Regions from separate parts of the Mus musculus genome. Here all the other regions are linked to region 5. The links are chromatin contacts, called in public Hi-C and HiChIP or PLAC-seq maps. All regions are on one chromosome and are shown on one strand. Each heading gives the region's core, a stretch centred on a gene start, on an enhancer-like site or on the middle of the called end of the contact. The rest is flanking DNA. Distances are from core to core; before and after follow the strand shown.

What was found. Hi-C and Micro-C count contacts between places; a contact is called where the count stands out from the background. HiChIP or PLAC-seq counts read pairs in DNA pulled down with a chosen protein or histone mark.
Region 1: a contact with region 5 is called in a FOXA1 HiChIP or PLAC-seq map of pancreatic cancer cells. The contact joins two enhancer-like sites. A contact is called at or near these places in 1 of 484 Hi-C or Micro-C datasets (muscle stem cells) and 1 of 115 datasets of contacts at active chromatin or transcription factors (pancreatic cancer cells).
Region 2: a FOXA1 HiChIP or PLAC-seq map of pancreatic cancer cells shows a contact between it and region 5. The contact joins two enhancer-like sites. A contact is called at or near these places in 4 of 115 datasets of contacts at active chromatin or transcription factors (the NIH/3T3 cell line, embryonic fibroblasts, embryonic stem cells and 1 more).
Region 3: a contact with region 5 is called in a Hi-C map of muscle stem cells, with 1.5 times the contacts expected there. The contact joins two enhancer-like sites. A contact is called at or near these places in 1 of 15 datasets of contacts at CTCF or cohesin (large pre-B cells), 2 of 484 Hi-C or Micro-C datasets (bone marrow-derived macrophages and muscle stem cells), 1 of 115 datasets of contacts at active chromatin or transcription factors (embryonic stem cells) and 1 of 9 other capture datasets (embryonic stem cells).
Region 4: a contact with region 5 is called in an HNF4G HiChIP or PLAC-seq map of pancreatic cancer cells. The contact joins two enhancer-like sites. A contact is called at or near these places in 2 of 115 datasets of contacts at active chromatin or transcription factors (embryonic stem cells and pancreatic cancer cells).

Annotation. Positions count from the first base shown.
Region 1 is chr2:60,824,773-60,829,224 of GRCm38.p6, forward strand. The region is part of intron 2 of Rbms1 (RNA binding motif, single stranded interacting protein 1); the gene reads right to left. Among named protein-coding and RNA genes, the nearest start is that of Rbms1, 54 kb to the right of the region's middle. Within about 2 kb of position 2,424, at least 64 of the 459 cell types and tissues checked have an H3K27ac peak or open chromatin away from gene starts, as enhancers often do. A contact at or near this core is called in muscle stem cells and pancreatic cancer cells, where this site is marked.
Region 2 is chr2:60,862,186-60,867,091 of GRCm38.p6, forward strand. The region is part of intron 1 of Rbms1 (RNA binding motif, single stranded interacting protein 1); the gene reads right to left. Among named protein-coding and RNA genes, the nearest start is that of Rbms1, 17 kb to the right of the region's middle. Within about 2 kb of position 3,011, at least 90 of the 459 cell types and tissues checked have an H3K27ac peak or open chromatin away from gene starts, as enhancers often do. A contact at or near this core is called in the NIH/3T3 cell line, embryonic fibroblasts and pancreatic cancer cells, where this site is marked.
Region 3 is chr2:60,745,267-60,750,202 of GRCm38.p6, forward strand. It overlaps a transcript of Rbms1 not described here. Among named protein-coding and RNA genes, the nearest start is that of Gm33436, 55 kb to the left of the region's middle. Within about 2 kb of position 2,570, at least 77 of the 459 cell types and tissues checked have an H3K27ac peak or open chromatin away from gene starts, as enhancers often do. A contact at or near this core is called in muscle stem cells, where this site is marked.
Region 4 is chr2:60,807,908-60,812,396 of GRCm38.p6, forward strand. The region is part of intron 2 of Rbms1 (RNA binding motif, single stranded interacting protein 1); the gene reads right to left. Among named protein-coding and RNA genes, the nearest start is that of Rbms1, 71 kb to the right of the region's middle. Within about 2 kb of position 2,919, at least 192 of the 459 cell types and tissues checked have an H3K27ac peak or open chromatin away from gene starts, as enhancers often do. A contact at or near this core is called in embryonic stem cells and pancreatic cancer cells, where this site is marked.
Region 5 is chr2:61,244,168-61,248,674 of GRCm38.p6, forward strand. No RefSeq gene overlaps it. Among named protein-coding and RNA genes, the nearest start is that of Gm26422, 34 kb to the right of the region's middle. Within about 2 kb of position 3,009, at least 56 of the 459 cell types and tissues checked have an H3K27ac peak or open chromatin away from gene starts, as enhancers often do. A contact at or near this core is called in the NIH/3T3 cell line, embryonic fibroblasts, embryonic stem cells and 2 more, where this site is marked.

The sequences.
Region 1 (4,452 bases), core at 1,174-3,673, 420 kb before region 5:
CAAAAATATTTTTAATTGATGCGTCTCATTACTTTATTTACAGAAATAAAAATTGTATGTGCTCTAGTTAGAATTCTCTATTGCTGTCATGAAACACCAGGTCCAAAATCAGGTTGGAGAGAAACCAGTTTATTTGGCTTACACTTGTACAGCAGTGTGTGTGGACTCCATCTCTGAAGGAAGTCGGGACAAGGACTCAAAAGGACAGGAACCTGATGCAGAGGCCATGAAAAGGTGCTGTTTACTAGCTTGCCCAGTCTGCTTCCTTATAGAACCAGGACCACCAACCCAGGCATGGCCCCACCCACAATGGGCTCTGCCTTTCTCCAATCAATAATTAAGCAAATACCGTAAGCTGATATTTTCTAATTGGAGAAAATTTTCTCAATTGAGGTTCTCCCCTTTCAGATAACTCTCGCTTGTGTCAACATGACCTAAAACTAGACTGCACTGCATGCCTCTATCTTATATTCAAACACATAAGCTTGTATGTATGCCAATGTGTACATATACATGTGACACAGGCATATAACCACATGAATGTGAGTATGCCTATGCATGTACATAGTCTCGAGAGGCAGAGGCATGCAAATTTCTGAGTTCAAGGCCAGCCTGGTCTATAGAGTGAATTCCAGGACAGCCAGGGCTACACAGAGAAACCCTGTCTCAAAACAAACAAACAAACAAACAAACAAACAAAAAACAAACAACAAAAAAAGAAAGCCAGATTAATTAGAAGCATGTATTTCTTGATGATAATGGAAGATAGCTCAGCTAATAATTACTTGGGATTACTGTTTTGTACAGGGGCTTTAATAATAACAATAATAATAACAGCCCAAACAAAAAACCCAAACATGCATTTGAGTACATTTAAGTACACACACACACACACACACACACACACACCACCACCAACCACCACCACCACCACCAAACAAACCAAAAAAAAAAAAAAAAAAAAAAAAGAAACCCTGAAATTAGTCAAGGCTCTAGTTCTGTAGAAACAGAGTGGCCTTTTCTTTCTCCTTGCTTTGGACCAGAGCCAGAAGTAAATCTGCTGGGAGTTCTGAGAACTTGTAACTGGCATGCTGGGTGTGGTGAGTTACTTGTGGTCCTGTGAGTAGGGAGGGAATCTGAGGCCAAGCAGGAAGAGTGTCCTCATTCACGTATTAGCAGCTCCACTGGAGAAGGCACAGGTGCTAGCATGTGGCCACTGGCTCTGACCCCTGGCTCTGTTTGGCGATATCACCAGTGTAGAGCATGCAGCTGGTTTATTCGTCATTCTTTAATCTATTCAGTTACGGTGGCTAGCCTTCTCACAAAAAGTGGATGATGCTACAGAAACATACCTAACAAGATAACAGTAAACAGATGAGAAAAACAGGATGAGGGAGAAAAATTTGTATCATTTCCTTCACCACGGCCTTTCCCAACACTGAGTGATCCACATTCCCTCACAGCAGCTTAGCAAGGGAGGGGAGTTAACTGATTCTACTTGGTCATCAAGATAACAATTCTATATAATCTGGGCTCTACACTCAACACCCCAATTTTCTTGGTGATATATACAGAGGCATTTTATTTCTTAATTAAAAACTATTTACTGATATTTGCATGTATGTATGCATAGCCAGCAAATTGTATATAATGTGATTCTTAATCTTATGCATGTATGTGCTCAATGTCTGTGGGTGTACATGTGTACAAACCTGCACATGTGTGTAAGCTGGAGGACAACGTTGAGTGTCCTTCTTAGGAACAGCATCCACCTCCTTTGAGATGGGGCCTTTCAGTTAGGCCAGACCGGATAGCCAGCAAGTCCTAAGGATCCACCCGGCTCCACCTCCTGGCACCGTGACTGGAAGGGCATGGCCATGCCAGGCATTTTTCATGTGAGTTCTGGAGATTATACTTCTGCTTGCAGTCGGATACTGACTTAACTATCTACCCCTGACTCGGCCTTTGCACAGCACAGTATTAGAGGGTCGAGGTGTCCTGACAAGTGAGTGGTACCAGGACAAGAGACTCTGAAGGCCAAGCATAGCTGGAGGCAGCTTAGTCTCTGTACAGGGTGGCTAAGGCAGGATGCTTAGTCAGTGACACAAGCAGAGTCTTAACAAGCAGAAAAAGGGAGTCAGGGGCCAGGCAAAAAGAAGTCTGGTGTGTGGATAAACACTAAGGAGTTCTCTGTTGCTGGCACGGGATAGTGAAAACTCATGGGGAAAGGGCAAAGAGCAGGCGGGGTCTATAGCCATATTGATATCTGTGACTGTCTCAGTGGAAAAACAAAAGGGGTGGAAAAAGCCACAAGAAGCATGCCAAGGCTCTTTGTCGGAACAGCATTCAGAACCAGGGCCGACCTGTACATTTTGTGCAGATGTGGACAGCAGTGGGATTCAGAGCTTTCAGGCTCATGCCCAGAGATGTTTATTCTTATGACTCAGCTCGGTATAAAAACATGCAAAGACATGCTCAGCCTGGGACAAGTCTCCAACTGTGACCCTGTGGCCCCAGCATGCCTAAGACTGCACTGCTGGGGTTGTTTATAAGTGATCAGCTACACCTGTGCAGAGGGGACGGCCGCTAATGTGCCCAGAGAAACGTCACCTTGTTCTTCTAAAACTCTACTCTGGACGAGGCTTACTGGTGGGGCCCATGCAGCAGCCCAGCAGTCCTGAGTCTAAGAGTAGCAAAGTCGGCAAACCATCACATCAGTGGAAAGACTCAAGGGCAAGAGCTCTGTGGAGAAGCATAAACAGTCCTGGAGAACTCAGATGATTTACCACGATGTCTCTGTAGGCCAGGAAAGGCTGCACTGCTACAGCGGACACCCAACAGAAAGGCAATCGTGACCTCCTTAGCATGTGCGGGATGAGCTACGTCCAGAAGAGGAATGCCAGCCCATAAGCAATCCACACGCTAGAACCAAGAACTCTAAACTGGAATTGTATTTACTTATTTTTTAAATTAAAAAAAATTGAGATAGGACCCTACTGTGTGGCTCTGGTTAGAATATAACTCACTAGGTAGACCAGCTGCCCTTGAATGCAGAGATCCAGTTACCTCTGCCTCCCAACTGTGTGCTCCCCTGCTCAGTACAATTGTTACTTTTTTTAAAAAGGTAACTAAAATACGAGCGAAATAAACGTGCAGCTAAAACATATGTCCCAGCTGGGTTGTTTCCTGCCTTCAATATTAAGAAGAAAGGCAATGGAGTGAGGCCAAGTGAGAATAAGTAAAATCACACACCATACACACAAACTAGTGCGCGCGCACGCACACACACACACACACACACACACACACACACACACACACACACACACCTTTCTTACATTGAAGATGTCAAGTTATGGGCTGCTGTGAGTCAGTTTTGAGCATTTGCTGATTTTAATGATTGCTGACAATTCAGGGAACTGTTAAGCATCTTCTCCTTTCTTTGAAGGACCCTTAAGAGAAGGGATCAGATCTCCTTTCCAGAGGTAAGCCATCAGATTCTAGAAATAGCACCAGTATTCCCAAGGGAGCCACTCTGATAAGACTAATGACTGCTATACAGACTGACAAAAGATGATGATCAACCCACGTTCCTCATACTACAACCTTAGAACAAGTAGTCAGAGAGCATGGGAAATATTTACGTACACTTCTTCCCCTCAAAAGGTCAAGGCTTTTGGCAAATATATGTGCAGCAACACCAGACAGAAATAGATACGAAGTTAAAGGTGAAGAGAGAATAAAGCCACGAGTACACTATTCCCTAGATGCAAGAACCAGATAGCAATGTCTTGGGCCTGCCAACACTGGGTTTATTACAACTTAGAATGTCGTAGATGTCAAATTAAGAAGGAAACATTATGAAATTGAGTGTTCAATGGGGTAAAGTCCTGAGCCACAGTGAGTTTTGATTTTCTCAGTTCTACAGACAGAAGGCACTTCCTCAGGGTAGGTGGATGGTGGGTGGCGGGTGAGTCTAGTGGCAACACCCTCTGTGCAATGCCAGTCAGCTGGCTGAAGAGGACAGGAGCCATATGCAGACGGTTGTAGCTTTAACGAATAAAGCTGTGATGAGTTTGAATCCCCCAGTGAAATCTATGCTCCATGGAGTGATTATCAAAACAGGCGACTATATAAAGTTTCTGTTTGTTCTACCACCTCTTAACCTTTCAATATGACAGATGATCGGAAATGTGAATGCACAAAAGACACGCTGATGACCACATCTGTATGATGTTGCTTCATGTGCAGATACTGGACGAACGTGTTTCTTCCCACCTCTAGTAAATTTGAACTTAGATATGAGTCACTAACTAGGAGAGTTTACTCTGCCTTAGGATTTTTTTTTCCCTTTTGGTGCGCTCAAGCCTGCGCATGTTCATTCATATAAAATTGTACCAACGACCTACATACACATCACTCTCAAACAAATACCATGCCAGAAGCAGGTAC
Region 2 (4,906 bases), core at 1,761-4,260, 380 kb before region 5:
TGGTAATGTTGGCGCCCCAATGAGTAACCTAACCCCTCATCCTTACTCCTTTAAGGAAACCTAATAAAACTCAATTGGACTTTGTTCATATTCAGACTTTGATTTGTTGTGGGTTCCTATGTGGGGTGGCTAGATGTATGTGTTGTGTCTACCTAGGAAAATTTGTCACACAACAGGAAAAATAAAGAAAAACTGTCATTAGAAAATAGCAGATGCTTCCACTTATTTCAGAAGTATTGCTATAGAACAAGTCTAGACTCTGCCTTCAACCACATGTAATTCTGTGATGAGAACTATCATTCCACAGTAGTACTCCTCAAAACCTAGAGGATGACCTTGAAGGAAGTAGAACAATCCTGCCATGGGGTGGACTGTGGGGAGCCGCACTCAACATTTGCCATTACAAGATGGCGCTGACAGCTGTGTTCTAAGTAGTAAATAATCTGCACATGTGCAGGGGCAGTTTTCCCGCCATGTGCTCTGCCTTTCTCGTGATGACAACTGGGCCGATGGGCTGCAGCCAATCAGGGAATGACATGTCCTAGGCGGAAGATAATTCTCCTTAAAAGGGACGGGGTTCTGGCACTCCCTCTCTTCGTCTCTTCTCTCTTCGTCTCTTTCTCTTCGTCTTTTCCTCTGCTCTCTTCCTCTGCTCTCTGCCTCTCTCCCTCTCTGCCCCTCTCTCTGCGTCTCTCTCTGCGTCTCTCTCTCTTTTCCTCTCTGCTTCTCTCTGCCGCACTCTTCCTCTCTTGCTCCTGAGTAAGCAATAAAGCTTTGCCGCAGAAGATTCTGGTTTGTTGCATCTTTCCTGGCCAGTTGCGAACGTGCGTAAGAGTGGACTCTGGAAGCAGACTGCTGGAGTTCAGATGTCACCATGACCACATTCTGTTTGCCCTTGGCAAACTAACTTTTCTCTTAGTCTTGATGTGTGTAACATGAAGCCTGGGTCACTGATTCCATTCCAACTCAAGGTCCATCAAGACATTGTGTAAGTACAGACAACAGAGCCTCAGGAAGATGTCAAGCTAGTAGGAAGTGCTCTGCCAGTATAGTCTGTGCCAAGCCCATCTTTCCCAGGCCTCTCTCTAAATATGCCACAGCCAGTTCTAATATTAAAAGTGACCTATACACAGTGCTGGTCCAGTCTCCCACCTCCTACTCTCAAGCTCCTTTGCACAAGCACATTAAAAACAGAGTGGAACAAATCACACTGAGTTCAAGTGGCAAAATATGAGAGGCGGGTGGGGGTGGGGTGGGATGGGGCGTGGCTCCCTAGGAAAGGCTATCCTCAAAACCACTAGACTGCCTGGACCTTCTCATTGGTTAGTCCAATGACCTGTAAGTCCTAAGTACACATGCATTGGCTAGAGCCTCTCTAAAATCCTGGAATTCCAGCACATACCTTCTAATACCTGAAGTGGAGACTAGCATGGGTGGAGGGGTATTAGACACGGGCATGGGCTCCATTAGGGTTGCTCTGTCTGTGCTCTTCTCAAGCTTGAAGGCCAATAGTACAAAAGGCCAGAAATTTACATCTTCCACTACCACTAAGGATATTTTCCCTCTACCCAGTGTACTGTGTGATCGACCTTTGCTGGCAAGAAGGTAAGAACTTAAAATGGCGCGACCAGTCCTAAAACTCCATTAAAATGAAAAAGGAGAGGAAAAAAAAAAGAGGGGTGAGTAAGATCTGGGTAAGCCTCTACAGTTTAGTAAAAGCTTTGAATCACTAATTTTCCCCCTAAAATACTCAGTAATGCATTTACTGTAAAGTTAAGTGAACAGATGCTGAGTGTCTGGGGATGGTGGGAGGAGCTGCACACCATGGCCTCCTGGCCTCTTGCCTAGACTGCCAACCTGCCTGTTGACAGTGGAGTGAAGCTGCACTGGATCTGCTGCCAAAGAAGCAGCCCTGCCTAGGGTGACAGCAGAGAGGATGAGGAGAAAGGGCAGCAGAGGAGGAAAATGCCAATTCATTGCCATCCCTGTACACGGTCTCTGCGATGCTTTGGAATCTCTGCTTCTTGCTCTATCTTTCCCACAAGACTCCTGGATCCCAACACACACACACACACACACACACACACACTAGGGAATTACGTAAAAATGTACAGGGCAAAATAAGGTGTCGAGAAAGAAAACAAGGAAACAGAAGTCATTCCCCATCCTGGGTCTCTGAGTTTCAGCTGGGTCCTGGAATCACAGTGGCCCTGAAGCTTCTGCCGGCTCAGCACCAATGCAGACTCTCCCGAAGCCCTTTCCTGCAGACACTCACTCGCAGGTCTCTAGGAGATGAGTTTAGCTCTGCCAGGGCTCAGGCTAATGAGGGTTCCAAGGAACTTTCTTACATCAGCTTTAAGTGAAGAGTCCCTGTTTTTCTTTAGAGTCAATTCTGACTCACTTGCTCAGGAACCTGTCATTCTCCACCACACATATATGTTTCCTGTCTCTGTTACCTCTAGGCTTATAGATTACTAGTGTGTGACAGTGCATTTTTCTACCACTGAGAAGACACAGTAAACCCTATGAGGAGCTCCTCAGATTTCTACAAGTTTCTAAATCACCCACAGAGCCCTGGATGTCCCCATCATGTTGGGAATACATAACACAGAGACAATTGTTTTCATGTTTGAGATTTTGATTATGACCAGCCACACTTAAGAAATAGTAAAAGAGGAGAGAGCAGAGCTGAGTGCAGACTGCCCCTGAAATTCAGAGGTCCTGGTGTTATGCCTGGTCCTGTCCACGGTCCCTAAGATGCATTTGCATACTTGGGGTACTTTGGGCTCTGTGTCTATGTCCTTTACAAAGCAGCTACCACTGTCCCTAATTCCCCACAGACTCTGCCTCCTGACTCTCTTCAGATGACACTTGAGAGACAACAGGAAAAGGCTTCTCCTGTCCTAAAACTTCACCCTCCCTGGACACACCCTCCAGATCCTGAGCCAAGCTGAGCTGAGCATTTTCTATTTCCTTGCTCTGACATCGTTCAGACCTGAGAGTTTCCACAGCTTCCCCCGAACTGGCATGCCACGAGTTCAATGTCCAATTCTCTAGGTTACAACTCTACGTGCTTCCCTAGGTCAAAACAAACAAAACCGGCTCCCTTGAAAAATCCAGTGACCTCATTTTGGGCAGAAAGTGCAGAGCACCTAAGGTGTATTTCCTGACACTTAGTGCTGCCAAACAGGGACAGACAGAAGCTTGCTGAGACAGTGACTACTAAGTATGCCTAACTTCACATGTTGGGTGCGGTTTTTGAAAACTGGGCCTGACTAAATTCCTGTTTTAAATACAGTAAAGAAAAAAAATTTTTTTGAAAGAAACTGAATAGAATCAGCAAATATTGTGCCCTTAAAATATGCACAAATCACACAAACCCAATGCTCATGGAGAGACGCCACGGCGCATATACATTTAGCAATCTGACTTGTACGAAGACACACACCCAATCAAAAGGTGAAGGAACAATTCAAGCAATCATAACACACAAGAAAGAGCCCTTTGTTCAAAGAAAGGACTAATTTAACTGATTTCCTTACAAATTAATGCCATCTGAGATTTGTTCTTTATTAACCAATCAGGAAAAAATAATTTTTTTTAAGTGAAGGCTAACAAAAGTGAAACACCTGTTTGTTAATGAAGCAGACACACAAGTTCCCGTTTAAGTATTCAAAAAGTTACATTGTAACACCTCTTTACATTCTAACACAGTAACTTTCAAATGAAAATTACAAATGGGCAAGAATCTCTTCCAACAATCTTCCCTACTAATGGTAGGAGTCATTTTCACTCCCCCACAAACAACCTGACTTCTCCAACACGGTGGCCCAGGAATCCCCTTTGCAGATAAAGACAGTGAATGCCTGGGTTTTTCCACTCTGCCCACACTACCACTCAGGTGTGGTGGATGAAAACCACATCAGGAGGGCTCAATTCTGACACAAGTTTCAGGTAGAACTTAAGAGACAAGAGGGAGGGGACCTGAAGGTGGGAAGACAGAGTTCTGCTGCCATTTGTAATGGTCTAACAAAGGCCTAGGAGAGAGCAGGGGAAAAGAGAGACTTCTAGAAGCTGGGAGAAGCTTCAGGCTAGAAGGATGGGAATGGGCTTGGCTGAAGCAGAGCGGTTCTGGAGCTCCTTGAAGGCTAGAGTTGGAAGATGCTTCTAGAATCATTTGTATGTTTGAGCCTTCTGTATGAAGATGAATCTTCTAACCTCCAAGTTAAAATTCAGCCACAAAGGGGAAAATGTCCTTACAACTACGTACAGTGTGTCACCAATATAATACTTCCATTATTGAAGCTCTTATGACTATGGATGTCATTTAGGCCCAATTGAGGAGTTCTGCCTCAAATAAATGAATGCTGTTAGTGATGAAATGTAATCCCCTAAGGCAGCCTAGGATTCTGACCCTGTCCCCCCACCCCCCAGTATCCTGGAATGAGATCTTCTTTATAGTCAAATGTCTAAACACAGGGACCCAAACACCATGACTGTTATAGATGAACAGAGGGGAAACTCTGGGCACAGGGAGACACCGTGAGAGCAAGAGTTTCAACGCCAATGTTAGGTAAGAGCAAAGAGCAAGGGGAAAGCCTGCTCCAGCACTCTGGGCTCCTGGGAGGAAGCATGGCTCTGTCAGTGCCCTCATCTGTCTAGCCTCAGAACAGGGCGTAAGCATCTACTAGGCTGAAATGGGCCTAGTAGATGACACACCTCACAGTGGTCCAGCCCACTACTGCACGGTGTTTCCCTGCTGTTTGTTTCTATAGCAGTAAAACAGCTATGTCACTAAAAACACGTTCAAAGAAAATGTTTTACTCCAAGTAGCCTTTTGTGTTTTACAATGTTCTCACCATTTCAGTATTATGACCAAATAAGAAAAAAAAAAAAAAGGTGACCA
Region 3 (4,936 bases), core at 1,320-3,819, 500 kb before region 5:
TCTTTCAAACAGATCAGAGAAGATCTTTGTACTGTATTTGGCATTTAAAAATAATCTAAATATTTACTTCATCAAATGTCTTCCCAATGGGGACACACATTATAGAAAACAGACATTTCTTGTTAATTTAGGAGAAGGAATGAGGACTAATGTTAACAGCATTTGACCGTAGGCCATTCAGGACCCTGTGTTTCCTGTCCTCAGTTCTCAAGGGTCTGCCGGCTGGCAAACCAGGGATGCACTATCATTTCTGAGAATCCTCGGAAAAGGTACCGTGTAAGGAAACAGAAGTTACTGTTTGCTTGTTCTCCAGTGTGCTGGCTATGGAAAAGGCCTCTTACCCAAATGTGCAATCTAGTGACAGCCTTGAACTGTTTCTGGTGAAGCAGAGTAGACAGTGTCCTGAGAGTAGCTTAAAATGCTCTGTAAGCCACTAGAGGTATTGTGATCTCATGCACACTCTCAGTGTGAGTGTCAAGCAAGAGAAAGGAGCTCTAAGAGGGATGAAGTACATGGGCTAAGAGCCTTTGACTGGAACATAATTCAGCACACCGGTTAAGAGTCTATAGCATCTCAAAATCACTTGCAGAGAACAGTCCTTTGCCGTACCCAAGAAGAAACCACCTATTCAATGAACAGATATTCAAGAACCATTACAGATATCGGCTGATTCATAATCTGTAATTGAGGACAAATGATAGCTGGTTAAAAAAAATTCAGAATGCTGTATAGAAAGCATCTGATATGCTACTCGATTAAATACACAAATAGGAGACAACATAACGCCTTCTTGTTACATCAGTGGCTTCAGACCAGGAGCAGCATAGCAATGCCCACTCTCGGGACTTCTGCTCCAAGCCTCACTTGGGCAAGGGCAGAGCTGAGGTAGGTGTTTGTACCTGTCACAAGGTCTAGAAAGCAGTGAACGCTCTGGAGTAGTTCTTATCAGAGATGAGGAATAGGTTGGTGTGTCAGAGCTTCTCAGGAGAAATGCTGTGGTCCTTCACAGATCTCCCAAACTTCTTACATAGCTCTTGATTTTGTTACTTGACATTGCCACATCAAGACGATAAACTTACCATTTCTCCCTCAAGGAACAATTCATTCGAGATCATGTCATGTTACCTTGCTTTCCAATGTGTTATACAGTATCTTAAGGAAAAAAAAATATTTTTATGTCTATTTGGGTGCCTACAGAGACTGGTAGAGGGCACTGAATCTGGAGTTACAGGTGGTCATGGGCTTCCTGGGTATTGGGAGCCAAAGTTGGATCCTCTGGAAGAGCTGCTCCAGTCTTAACGAATGGGCCATCTCTCCTGCATTTGCATAATAATTTGCATAGTTTTAGACATAAATAAAAATGTTCCACAGGCCTTTCCATAAGGTCTTTATCCACTAAGCACTCTGAAATACAGTCTCAACTTTCATACTTAAATATTTCATACTTAAGGTTGTATTGTACCTACAATTCTGTACTCAACACCTTGGCATGAGTACTCTTCTGGTCACCAAAGTTCTCGCTTCATATTTCAAGAATCTATCATGCTCCCAATTAGTCAGGAAGGAAACTGTTGTGAGTCTTTGGATGGAGCAGGGCAGGGGGCGATCCTGGTGACCTAGTGACTGCTGTCAGTTGAGGTACATGGGGGCGGCGAGCTGCTGGGGTGGAGTGTGCAGCCAGCAGTAAGGGGAAGAGATAAAACTGAGCTTCTCTGGGATGTTCAACCCAGAGAAGTACAGCGCTGTTGAGTGACAGTTGCTCACTTCAGACTGACTTCTTCTGGAACAGGATTCTGGCTTATTCCAGTTGGCAGAACCAACACTAGGAGGTGAAATGGCAAGAGTCTCCACTTGGCAAGAAGATGTGAAGGCTGTTAGAGATACTCTGTGAAGTGTGGGGAAGCATCATTAGAGGAACAAGCAGCAGAACAGCTTTAGGGGCACCAAAGGGTGGGGTATGTCTATTCTTCTTTATGTTCTGTGCCCATGTGAATGATCAAGTCTTCACATTTTAGAATAATAATAATAGCACTACTGTGTGTGTTTAAGCCAATGCCACCTGCTTTTAATTCGGAGCAGCTAGGGAGACCTAATGGTACTTTGTGCCTAGCTATGTGCTTGCCAGCTCTTTGGCTTTTGCTGTTCCGTGGCCACCTCTGGCCTTAGAAATCCCACCAAAGTCACTCTGCAGTCTAAGCAACAAAGCCCACAATGTGGGTGCTTGCTCCCATCTCTATGATTAATACGACTATTTGGGGTCTTCCGTTGAAGCCCAAATTTGAGCAGGACATGCTCTGAGACATTCAACACTCTCTGGCAGTTGGCCTTGAAGTTCGTACTGCCTCTGGTCTCTTTCTGGGCTCACACTGAAGGTTGAATAATAAAATCCTCCCTCTAGTGGCTCCAGCTCAAACATGATCTTATCTTACAGAGATGGAGCTCTAGTGCCTGAGACACTCTGGAGCCCATGAGTAAGATTCAAATTCCACTGCTGAGCACTTGATCCCCCAGAAGGCTATGCACGCACACCTCCTGGCTGTGCCAGTGACCCCAGATACTGATGATCCTGACCAGTGCACAGCAGCCAGCCACAGAGCACATGGTCACCACCCTGTCCCCAGCCATGGCTGAAGATGCTGATCTCACTGCTTTGGTATTTAAGAAACCGCTTAGCTTTCTTCAAACCCAAGTTCTGATTCTTCTGCCCTCCCCCAACTACTGGATACATTAGGCTTTTTGTGGAAAGGGGAAGAGGGAGAGTGTGATAGGCTGATGATCTCTGTAGCAATGTTTCTGGGTCTGTCTCTTTTGGGCTGTGCAGACGGGGAGAAGCTACTTACTGTTGGTTGTGTGTCCAAATTTAAACAGTCCCTAAGGGGCTAGGGAGCCTCACCTTTCTCCCACTGATATTGTATTTGTGCTCCCTTGGACATACAGAGGGCCTTCACTCATCAAGTCAAGGATGCTGGGGTACCGGGACTCTAGCACTCTGCAATGCCACCAAAGGCAGCAAGCACACACTAGAGAACTGTTGTATCCATACTTTTCCTTTTTCCAACCCACAGTTCAACCTTTCCACTTTGCCGACTAGAAGGTAATTTTGACACAAGCTAACCTCCCAGCAAACTTTGGCTTATCCACAGAAGTGCTGCCCCTTGTCTTTGTATACTAAGTCAACATGTAACTACGTCAAGTTCCATGTACATAGGTGTTCCTAAACTCCTGGAAATGGCTAGCCCATGTCCATCATTCTGCATGAGAATTAGAGAGTCCTCAATGAAATATTTAAGGGAAAAATACCTCTGCATTGCACATGCATGGACTATCTTCCTGTCATTATGAACGTTACAATATAACTGTTATTAGACAGCATTTTGTTGCATTAGGCATCACACAAGATCTAGCAATGACTCAAACTATATAGGCAGTTATATGCAAATATTTATTTATTCATTCATTTAATTTATGAGTACACTGTAGCTCTCTTCCATTACACCACAAGAGGGCCTCAGATCCCATTACAGATGTTGTGAGCCACCATGTGGTTGCTGGGGACTGAACTCAGGATCTCTGGGAAGAACAGTCAGTGCTCTTAACCACTGAACCATCTCTAGCCCCCACAAATTTATTACTTAAGGGACTTAAGTATGTGTGGATCTTGGCATCTATGGAGTCTTAGGACCCATACCCCCTGTGGATACCAAGGGATGACTGTCTAATGTAGTCAGTTGGATACACAGGGAACGTGAGACCTTATTAGGTTAACAAAGCTTACGATGCCATGCAACTTAGTGATTCCTCTGGCTTCTGCTGTTATTCATAGGGAAGGGCACATAGGTATGTAGTTAGTAAGCGTGGTGGCATCTATTCCTTAAGTTCCGAAATGCCCTTTTTGTCTGAAGCCATGCTCCGCCTGGGATGTGGCATCCTTTGTCTCTGAAGCATTGCTCAGCATCAAGGGGACATATTTCCTCTGCTCAAGAAGCCATCAAGAACTGGGTATAGGGTTTCTCAGCTGTTCCAAGTAAAGGGATCTACATGTCTCTTACCTAATTCAGACAGCACGCCACGGACCTCAGGAGTCATTCAGAAACGAGGGCCTGCGGGACGGTGCAGCGAGCTGACTGAATTTGATCTCTAGGGTCACACGGCAGAGACAGAACTTAACTTACACAAGTTGTCCCCTGACTCCCAAGTGTGCACTGTGGTTTATGAGCAGCCTTCCATCAAACATACACAGAGCAACTGAACAACTGAAAATAAGAAATGTAGTGGGAATTCTACCCTCCACTCTGGTCGAGTCAACTATATGGACAGTACCATATGAACTCCATTAAAACATTTACTCTACTTTGGGTAGGTGTCAATTTTTGGTATTATATGCCTTCAATAAAGCAAGTCAGGGAGGGAAAAGAGAGGTCCCATCCCCATCCCCCAAGTGCATCATGGGTGCCTCCAATTGTGAACAAAGAACCCACTTTTAAAAGGCTGTGGTTTAATATAAGGTTATTTTGACATATTAGTGCTGGCTGCAAATAGGAAAATGTCTTTATTTTGTTCCAAGCAATGGGTAATTAATGCAAGAGCACCACCTAGGATGTCTGAGGCCAAGGACTGTTGCCAATACCACAAAAGAACCAGAAGCTCCAAAGCAGACCATGAGTGGGGTAGTTCGGGCTGGACTTAGGGCCAGGTGATATGTAATAGATATCTAAGGTCATAGCACAGATTTAAACAAGTAGCAACACAGGAGTGGAAAGGTTTCTTATTTTTTTTCAAGAAAATGGAATTTTCTGTCCATATGGAATCTGACCTAATTTTCAACTCAATTCTGAACCAGCCTACTGAGCTGACGAGCGAGGTCAGAGGTGAGGTGACATTTTGATGTGTGACTTCCATCTACTTTCAAAAAACCGACAGGAAGAAGAAAGTTTCA
Region 4 (4,489 bases), core at 1,669-4,168, 440 kb before region 5:
TTGGGGAAAGACCAAATACCAGTGTGTGGGACTGTGTCCTCCAAATGGGAAGACTCCTTCCTGGAGGGAGGAGGCCCCTCCATGGACTCAGGAAGCTAGGGAAACAGGACACTCACCAGGCCATCCCACAAAGTGTGCAGGCAGAAAGCTCTGCAGGAAGTGAGGAGACGCCATAGTGGAGTGGCCTGCAAATTGCTCCTGAGCCCCAGGAGCAACATGCCAATGTCTCCCCACCCAAACTGGCCTCTGTAAAGCCAACGGTTCCTTGGTGTGTCATCTGTGGTCTCTCTTGGTTAAATACACATTTGTTCATGTCTTCCTAGAAGACTCACACAACCAGTGGATTCCTTAATAGCCAACCACGCAGCCATGTGCAGTAAATGTTCACTCTATCTGGGGAAGTGGGGAGAAAGAAAGGGCTGCTTTATCTGTGCCAAATTAAAAAAAATTTTTTTGTTTTGTTTTGCTTGTTAGACACATGAGATCAGGAAAGATGCAATTTGGTTTGGATAAGTGAATAACTCATCAAACTAGTGTTCAGTTAGCATAGAGCAACGTGCAGAGTGGCCATCCTGAAAGCCCAGCCCTTAGCCAGCATATTAAAAACCCAAAACTTACAGCCTACATCAAGTGACTGGTCGGTCGCATATCATCAGAAATATCAATGTCCTAGAGCTAGTTGGGACAGTGTAGTTAATGACTTTGACAAACTGTGATTAATACTTGGCTAATGATGGCCCAGTAACACTTAATAGGTAAAAATAATCCATCCCTAAGTTCTAAAGTGGCAAAACACAACTAAAAATGGTTTGGCTCACGTACACAAAACAACCGTGGGTTTTCTGATAGGGGTATGCCAAGTTCTCCAAATAACTAAAATTTATGCTGCAGGGACCCTGGTTATAAAAGTAAATTATGCTCTTGGCCTTCTTGTTCAGTGTTCCTCCCTACATAGTTATTAGTGGAATGATGTCAGCACCAAAGGCTATGTCAAAGTCCTAAGCCCTCTGCCTTCTTTTGAAAGAGGGCTCCCTTTGCAGATGTAATCAAGGTCACGTGGCCGTCCTCCCACCCCTGCCTTTAGTCTTTCGTCAGTATGACTGGCACCTTTCTCAGAGAGAACCTGTTGCATAAGAACAAGGGGTAGTCCATGTGGTCCTGCAGAGAATGGGGTGCTGCTCCGGCTGGCAGTACCGAGAGAAGCCACCAATCTCCACAAGCCACAGCTAGGAAGTGACAAGGGAGGCTTCTCCTAGACATGGTGCCCCCGACCTGTCAAACTTAGCCTTCTGTCTTCCAGAACTGCAGGCTCATGGACACTTGTTCTAAGCTTCCCAGCTTTGTGGTGCTTGGTTATGGCAGCTAAACAGAGAAATAAAGCTTTAGCTCCATGGTGTATTTCTTTATAGGCCTTTGAACCTGTTCTGCTCAATCTTCATTCTCTGCTCTGTAAGACAATACCTCCCATGGTAACCGTCCTATCACTCTGCCGCTTACCAGCGCTTCCCCACGGCAAACTCCTCCTGACCTTTGCAGATGAGCTACGCGCTGCCTCTGCATCGTGCGCACAGAAAGCAGCATTCTCAGCTCCACTGTGCTCCCTGCACGGCTCTGTCCTAGACTTGCACCCTTTGACCCTTTGTTTACGTCTGCACACACAGAGAGTCTCAACAGTCAGAAGAAAATCGTGGAGAAGTACCCACAGCCTGTGTTGATGAAGTGCTTCCTGTCTGAATAGAATTATTCTGAACACTGCCACTAACCTGGCTGTGGTTTCAATGTGAAATGCCCTCCTTGGGCTCTGTGTTTAAAGACTTGGACCCCAGCTGGTGGTGCTCTTACAGGAGGTTGAAGAACCTTCAGGGAGCAAAGGCCCTCTGGAGGAAGTGAGTCAGTAGGGTGACCTTTACATCCTGTAGTCTGGCCTACTTCATATCTACTCTCTGCTTCCTGGCCTGCTAGGCTGTCAGGGAGCAGCCTTCTGCTCCTGCCACTAGAGCTGAGAGCTGTTCTGCCATAACGCCATTCCTCCATGAGACTTGCATTCTCATAGCATGAGCCACAGCACTTGAAGGGAGTAAGCATCGCGTACCATGGTCTAGAGCCTTATCCTAGAGGAAGCCACAGATGAAGGCCTTGCAGGTACTGACCCGGGAGAGGAGACTGTAGGCAGGCCGTTTTCCATGGGAAGCAGTGGGGAATGTGTTGGCAGAGCTCTGAGGATGCGCTACGAGACTGCCTGGGTAAGGTTCTTTACAAACTGACTTAAGAGGGGTTACATGGTCACTGCAGGGCACCAGTGGTGACCAAAAAAGTAAGTGTAAGAAATTTCCCAAGAGCTAAATTTATTCTGTGATTCTGGCTTTTCATCCTTGAACGTTCACACCGGCCGGCCTCGGATTCTTTTCTAACATCACAAAAAAACTTTAACTCTACCTGAAAAACTATCCAAAAAGCCCTAGTTTTGTTTACCTTACTAATAGTTAAATAAAAAAAAAGTTAAAAAAAAATAAAAGCCTAAAACTATTCTGTGTTGGAGAGCAGGAGCTGGGCACTCTTGCTTTGCAAGTGGACCAAGAGTAATCAACAGGATTCATGTCAGTAACAACAAGGGTTATTTCTATAGATAACCAAGGGGAAAAGGAAGCTCAAAATAACTTTAAAAAAGCACACTTGATGGGATTTGTGTAATTCTTACCTTTAAATTAAAACAAAACAAAACAAAAAAACTCAGTAAAGTTCTGTAGAATAGTCTATGAACTGAGCAGACCATAAACAAAAGAATTCACATGTGAGAATCCAGGCAGCAGCCAGGAAGGCTTGACACTTCCCTGTCCCTGCAGGCCAGGCTGGGGTGGGTCAGCAATGGTGTCTCCACACACTTCCTGTCTCCACCCTGCTGAGGCAGCAGAGAGGCAGCTCCTTGGCTTCCTGCTTCCTTAGCTGCTTTGTTTAAACTTTATGCTTAAAAGACTGAGCCCAGCAAGACAGCTCAGTAGGTGAAGGAGGCTGGCCCTGCCTGCAGCCTGATGAAGAAGAGTATGATTCCTGGAACCCACAGAAGGGTGACAGGCAAGAATTGATCCCAAGAAGTTGTCTGCTGATGAGTCATGGTGTAAGTGTGTACACATTCCAACTCAATCACTCACACACACACACACACACACACACACACACACACACACACACACACACACAACTAGAGTGAAAGACAATTTAAATTAAAGTAAAATGTGTCTTAAATGTGAGAGAAGTATTTCATGGATCCTTAGAACCTGGAATGACTACTACTCAAAAGACATCCGAAATACTAGTGTTACAAGGAAATTTGAAAGCATGACACCATATGAATGGGGAATGACATCAATGAACACAGTAAGACTGTCACACAGGACAGCTATACAGACACTGTATGCACGCATATATATATATATATACGTATATATATATATATATATATATATATATACACACACACACACACACACACACACACACACACTAACAGTTATTTTCAAGTGTAAACTACTTGCCCTTTAAAGTTCAAGTGTGCCTTCTCTGGAGGGGACTGGCTACGAAACAATTCAGATGGAGGTGAAACTACTGTTTGTAGACCCAACCCCAGATACTGCTGGGTAATGGTGTAATTGAGAGTCAACTATGGTAGGTAGACTTTCGTTTTGAAAGTTGTGTCTGTGTGTATACATGTTTTTGTGTAGATATACATGTCTGTGTATACATGTTCGTGTGTGTGGATAAGTGTGCAGTGGAGGTTGGAGAACAACCTCGGTGTCACCTTCAGGAACATGTTCTTAGAGACAAGGTCACACACTGGCCTTGAACTCACCAATTAGGCTAGACTGGCTGACCACTGAGCTTCAGGGCTCCTCCTATACTTGTCTCTGAGGCAATGGCATTACAAGGGCATTGCTACATCCTTGCATCTTCACATATGTACTGGGGACCAAATTCAGGTCCTTAAGCTTGCAAGGCAAGCACTTGATTTCCCTAGCACCCCTGAGCCATCTCCACAGCCCCAAGGTGGGCTGGCTTTCTGCTCATTTGGATAATACAAATTACATATAATCTTCATTCTAATCATGATACCACAACTCTCTCCTATAAGGAATATGGCATTTGTCTTAGAACTGCAGTAGAATACAAAATACAGTCCTAGACAAAAATCAAGTATCTTCCTTACTACTTGGTGGTTGGGAGCTCAGCTTATCAAAACACTGCTTTCTTTCACCTGACCAGGCCCACCAGGCCAGCCTGAGACCTTCCAACAGGTCAGTGCCTGCTCCAAACCACATCCAAAAAGGTGATAATTGCCCCCCTTAACACCCAGGCAGGTCTACACTGGGCTCATTAATCGCTTCAAGTCCTGTGTGCTTCCTCTCAAAACACCTGGATTCAGAAAGAAGGCAGAGAACAGCCTTAAACCGCAGCTCAATGCCTAGAACCGACTCCCAACCCTCCTCAAACCCCG
Region 5 (4,507 bases), core at 1,759-4,258:
ATTGATTTTATTCACTATTGGTGAATATGAAAATGACCAAAACATGGTGAGTTTTTAAAATTTTTATTTTAAATGACACTTTACATATCAAACTTTAAAAAAAAGTTTGTGAAACAATGCCTCTAAATCTTTCTTACTTTGAAGTTTAGTGGGAAAAAATGCCCATAGTTTATAAAAGTCTTATTAATTTGTGTAAATTAGGTCTCTAAATTATGGTTCTGGCTTTACAAGTATTTCCCATTGTTAAATAATGTCTTATCCACTCTCGAAACACCTAATTGGCATTGAAGAGTGTATGCACCTGTTACCTTCCTAACTTTGAGTTCCTCTTCCGTACTCAGATGAATTTGCTGTTCCAGCGTCTTACCTGCCTTAATAGAATTGGGATAGCATAGCACCATAACTAAATCTTTTTCATGTGTTGGGATTATGAAGCTATTTAATTGTCACAAAACTGTGTCCAGTAGACACTGTTAGGAGGACTGTGAGAGCACAAAGCATTGGATTTGTTGCTTTGTGTGTATGTGGGGGGGGGGGGGGGCGCACATAATAAGTAGCTGAGTGGCCATATCCACCCAGGCACTTTTAACCTCTGTAAAGTTCACCTACTTCTTAGCACTCCTATATACCCACTGTACAATATTAGTAACTGTAGAAGTCTATATTCATGCTAGACTGTTCCCTCTGAGTAATGTTGTATCTTGTTGTCATTTAAGTGGACAGGGCCTGAAAAAGCCATAGAAAGATATATGTTCCAGCCAAAATGTTGACTTGTCATTTGCTTTCCTGAGCCATGTTTTAGCCTCTGCATTCCATTCAAAGTGGAGTTTTATTAACACAAAGCACAGTGGCTTTTTTCCCCCAACCAGCAGTCAAATTCCTCTCCATCTAAAGAATATCTCTCTGGGAATTCATTACTGTGGTTCTATCAGTCTAGTTTTGATGGTAGACCACACAGCTGGCTCCCTCACTCTTGGAATTACCAAGATCCCATCTAGATCTCCAGTGACACTGACCGCCTGGCTGGGTGTACCATGAGCTTGCTTCCTAGGCTAGAATCCCAGTTGAGCCCAGGTTCTTGGGCTTCTACTATGGTAGGAGACAAGTGAATAAGGGATTCTTGGAAGCTTCAAAATAGCTCATTTGCTAGTTGAACACCATCATAGGTCCTTGTTCACTGGTCTGCAGTCAATGTTCTGACATTTTTTACTTTTGTCAAAGAACTCTTCATTTTTATTTTAGCAGTAGCCCTACCAGTTATTTATTATTCTTTGAAATGATTGCTACTGTCTCTTGCTCCGCACTCATATCTCCTTGCCTTGATTGTTTCTGAAAGACAGGACAAGTGTCTTTTTTTGTCTTCCCATAATTCCTCCGTAGTCCTTTTGGATAGGTATCACTAGGTTTTGAGAGACCTTGCAGTGAAGGATCCTGAGAGAGGTCAGCGATCCTGTTTCTATGGTCATCTCCATGGTACTCTTTCTACCGGTTTCTTGGTGGGGTAGACACAGCAGGAAACACTCACAGGCAAAGCCTGTGTTAAGACTCAGCACACAAAAGGGCTGTTTGTCTTCACCCATATTAGTGTGGTTTATGACTGTCTGAAGTTTAGATCAAACAAATCAATGTAGCTCCCTGTAAAGAGATAAGAGACCGCGTATGGAAAAGTTTACTTTACTTTGGGGTAGGTTTTCTCTATGTAGCTTTGCCTGGCTTCAGACATAAGCCTCCTGTCTCAACCGCCTAAGGCCCGGGATTTTAGGTGTGTCATGACACCTAGCTATAAATTAAATTAGCAAGAATCTCAGTTCAAAGGGTACCAGGGTTAACTCTGAAATCATCTTACCAGAAACTAGCAAACTGTTCTAATATATTTCATATGAAAAGATGATTGAGAATGTGAAGATAACTCTTATCCAAAAAACCACATTGAATTCACAGAATTAAAGGAAGAATGGAGGAGCAAGGGGGAAGATATACTCTTATTTAAATGGAAAAACAGCCAATCCTTCAGCCTCCTTTTGAATTAAGTTGACGTAACAATTGTTGTAATGGGCATTTATCTTACTCAACTACTTCCATGTAGTACTAATATAAACAGAGAATAATAGGCTGTGGAGAGAAGTCTTGACATGTCTCACAGTAACTGGAATAACTGAGGCTGGAAAAGTTTAGGAGTTTGCTGGATACTATTTCTTGATATACAACAAACATTTGTGAAGGAATTAGGGGTGTGTATAACACTCAGAAAGCTAAGATATGCCATTAATACTGTCTAAGGGATAACAGTGCACAAGAATTTATTCCATCCTATGTCTTACTACACCTAACACTGAAGGGCTTACTGCGTCCCCAGGAACAGTCTCAGCATGGAGGGACACATTGAAACATGCAGAAAGTTCTTTGCCTTTTGTGCACTTCAGATGAGGAGCATAATTTTCTCTCTGACTTTCATATTCACAGACACCTTGTAAAGGATGGTTAAAACCTAGCCACAATGAAAATTGAGTAACATCTGGTGTTTGAGCTTTGAGGTTTTCATATTATTCACAGGTTACTGTTTACCAAGTTTGTTCAACAATTGCCTCATCACACAAAGTTCCCTTTGTCCTGTTAACACAGCCATCTACTTTGGTGTTTCTGAAACAATGCCCCATTTCACTTGGGACAGATTACAGGGTTGGTTTTAACGACAAAGGAAGCACTTTATGCGACTATTTGAACAGTACCACCTGTGGGAACTTGCCCCCGACTCTTCCCAATTCAAGATTTAAACTTTGCCCTAGTCACAGGAGGGCTGCTGTGAGCACTGCCAAGAAAACAAGAACAAGATGGACTGTCCAGAAACCCAGATCTTTTGAGCTAAGTGTCTGGAGAGAAACAGCTTGATCCACCAGCAGCTCAAACTTTGTTATCACAACAAAGCAGAACATTCCTGATTTCACTTTGTAGTGCACACTGGGACCCAGTAGGACAGCTGGTGGGTGCACACAGTGACTGAGAAAGAAGGCAGCATCTTTGCAGTGTGCCCAACAGGGCACAGCTGGTTGGGGAAGGCAGTCTAGGCATGCTCAGTTGCTGCTTTTGTTTGTTTGTTGGTTAACTGAACTGAAGGTTGAAGTCCTTTACTGTTTGTTTGTTTGTTTGTTTATTTCCTCTCCCCCCAAAAATGTTGTATAAAAGGGCTTTGGGGGGAGATAGGACAAGTTCAAGGGAAGAAAAGATCAATTGTTATTCAAGAAAATGAAAAACTAATACGATTTGTCCCTGGAAAAGAGCTATTCACCGTAAGGCTATAGTCATCATTGTCTTGGAATTTTGACTATGCTGGCATTAGGCAGGCCACTGACTGTGGCTTGTCCTTTTATTCCCCTCTGTCTAGCCTGCTCCCACCAGCTGTTAACAGAAAACAAATGTCACTAATTTTAAGGGAAATGCTTATATTGAAGCTCTTTAGTTCACAGTCAACAATTTCAAAGAAAATAGGAAGGAGATGAAAAAAACATTAGAGCTGATCACAGTGATTAACAATAGTAACAATTACATTATCTTAAATTAATGAGGCAAAGAATACAATAACAGATGTCACTAACTCTTCTTTCAAGTCCTGAATGATTCCAGAAATGATAGAAAATAAAACCCAAAGCTCACTCACTAACTCTGTCTGTCTTTCTGTCTTTCTGTCTGTCTGTCTGCCTGCCTGGCCTTATCTATCTATCTATCTATCTATCTATCTATCTATCTATCTATCTATCTATCTATCTATCTACCTACCCATCCTCTATTTTGCTCCTGTTCCTTTATTCTCTTGTCAGATCCCAAGGACTCCGTTGCCTTTGAGTTCAGACAAGAACAAGTTTTCATCCATTTTCCCACATTTTTTGAGCATTTATAAATGCTAGCTGAGTTATGAGTCATGGCCAGGCTTTGCGGTATCATTGTACCAAGAGCACATAACATGTTTTCTACCTGTCGATGTAAATTATTGCCTGCATGCAGAACTCCAGGAATGATTTGGCTTCCTGCCCACGCAAATGACTTCTCATCCTTCACATTTCAATTTAATGCCAGTGTGTACTATAAGATGTATGTTCAATCCTACAAATGAGTTGCATGTGAATTTCAATTTCAGAAAACCTGGACTGAATTTTAAAAGAAAACATTTGGGATATATTGCAGGGGAGCTGGTTGTGTGCTAGGTGCATTCTAACTATGCTGTATAGTCAAGAATACTGATAGAATTTAAGGACTACGGTGAGCTAAGAAGGAAGGAAGGGAGGGGGAGAAAAAGAGAGAGGGAAGAAGAAATGAAAGAAGGAATAAAGGAAGTCAGGTTGGTTTTTATATTTTCAACTTATATTCCTAAAGATGTAAAAGATATATTGTGTTCTTTTTCAGTTACAATTTTCCCTCCCAATTTGTCAACTCTCATCTCCTGACCACTGGCATAGTTAAGCCATGTCAAATTAGAAAGAAAGGGACAACATCTTGAAGCGGAAGGTAAGGA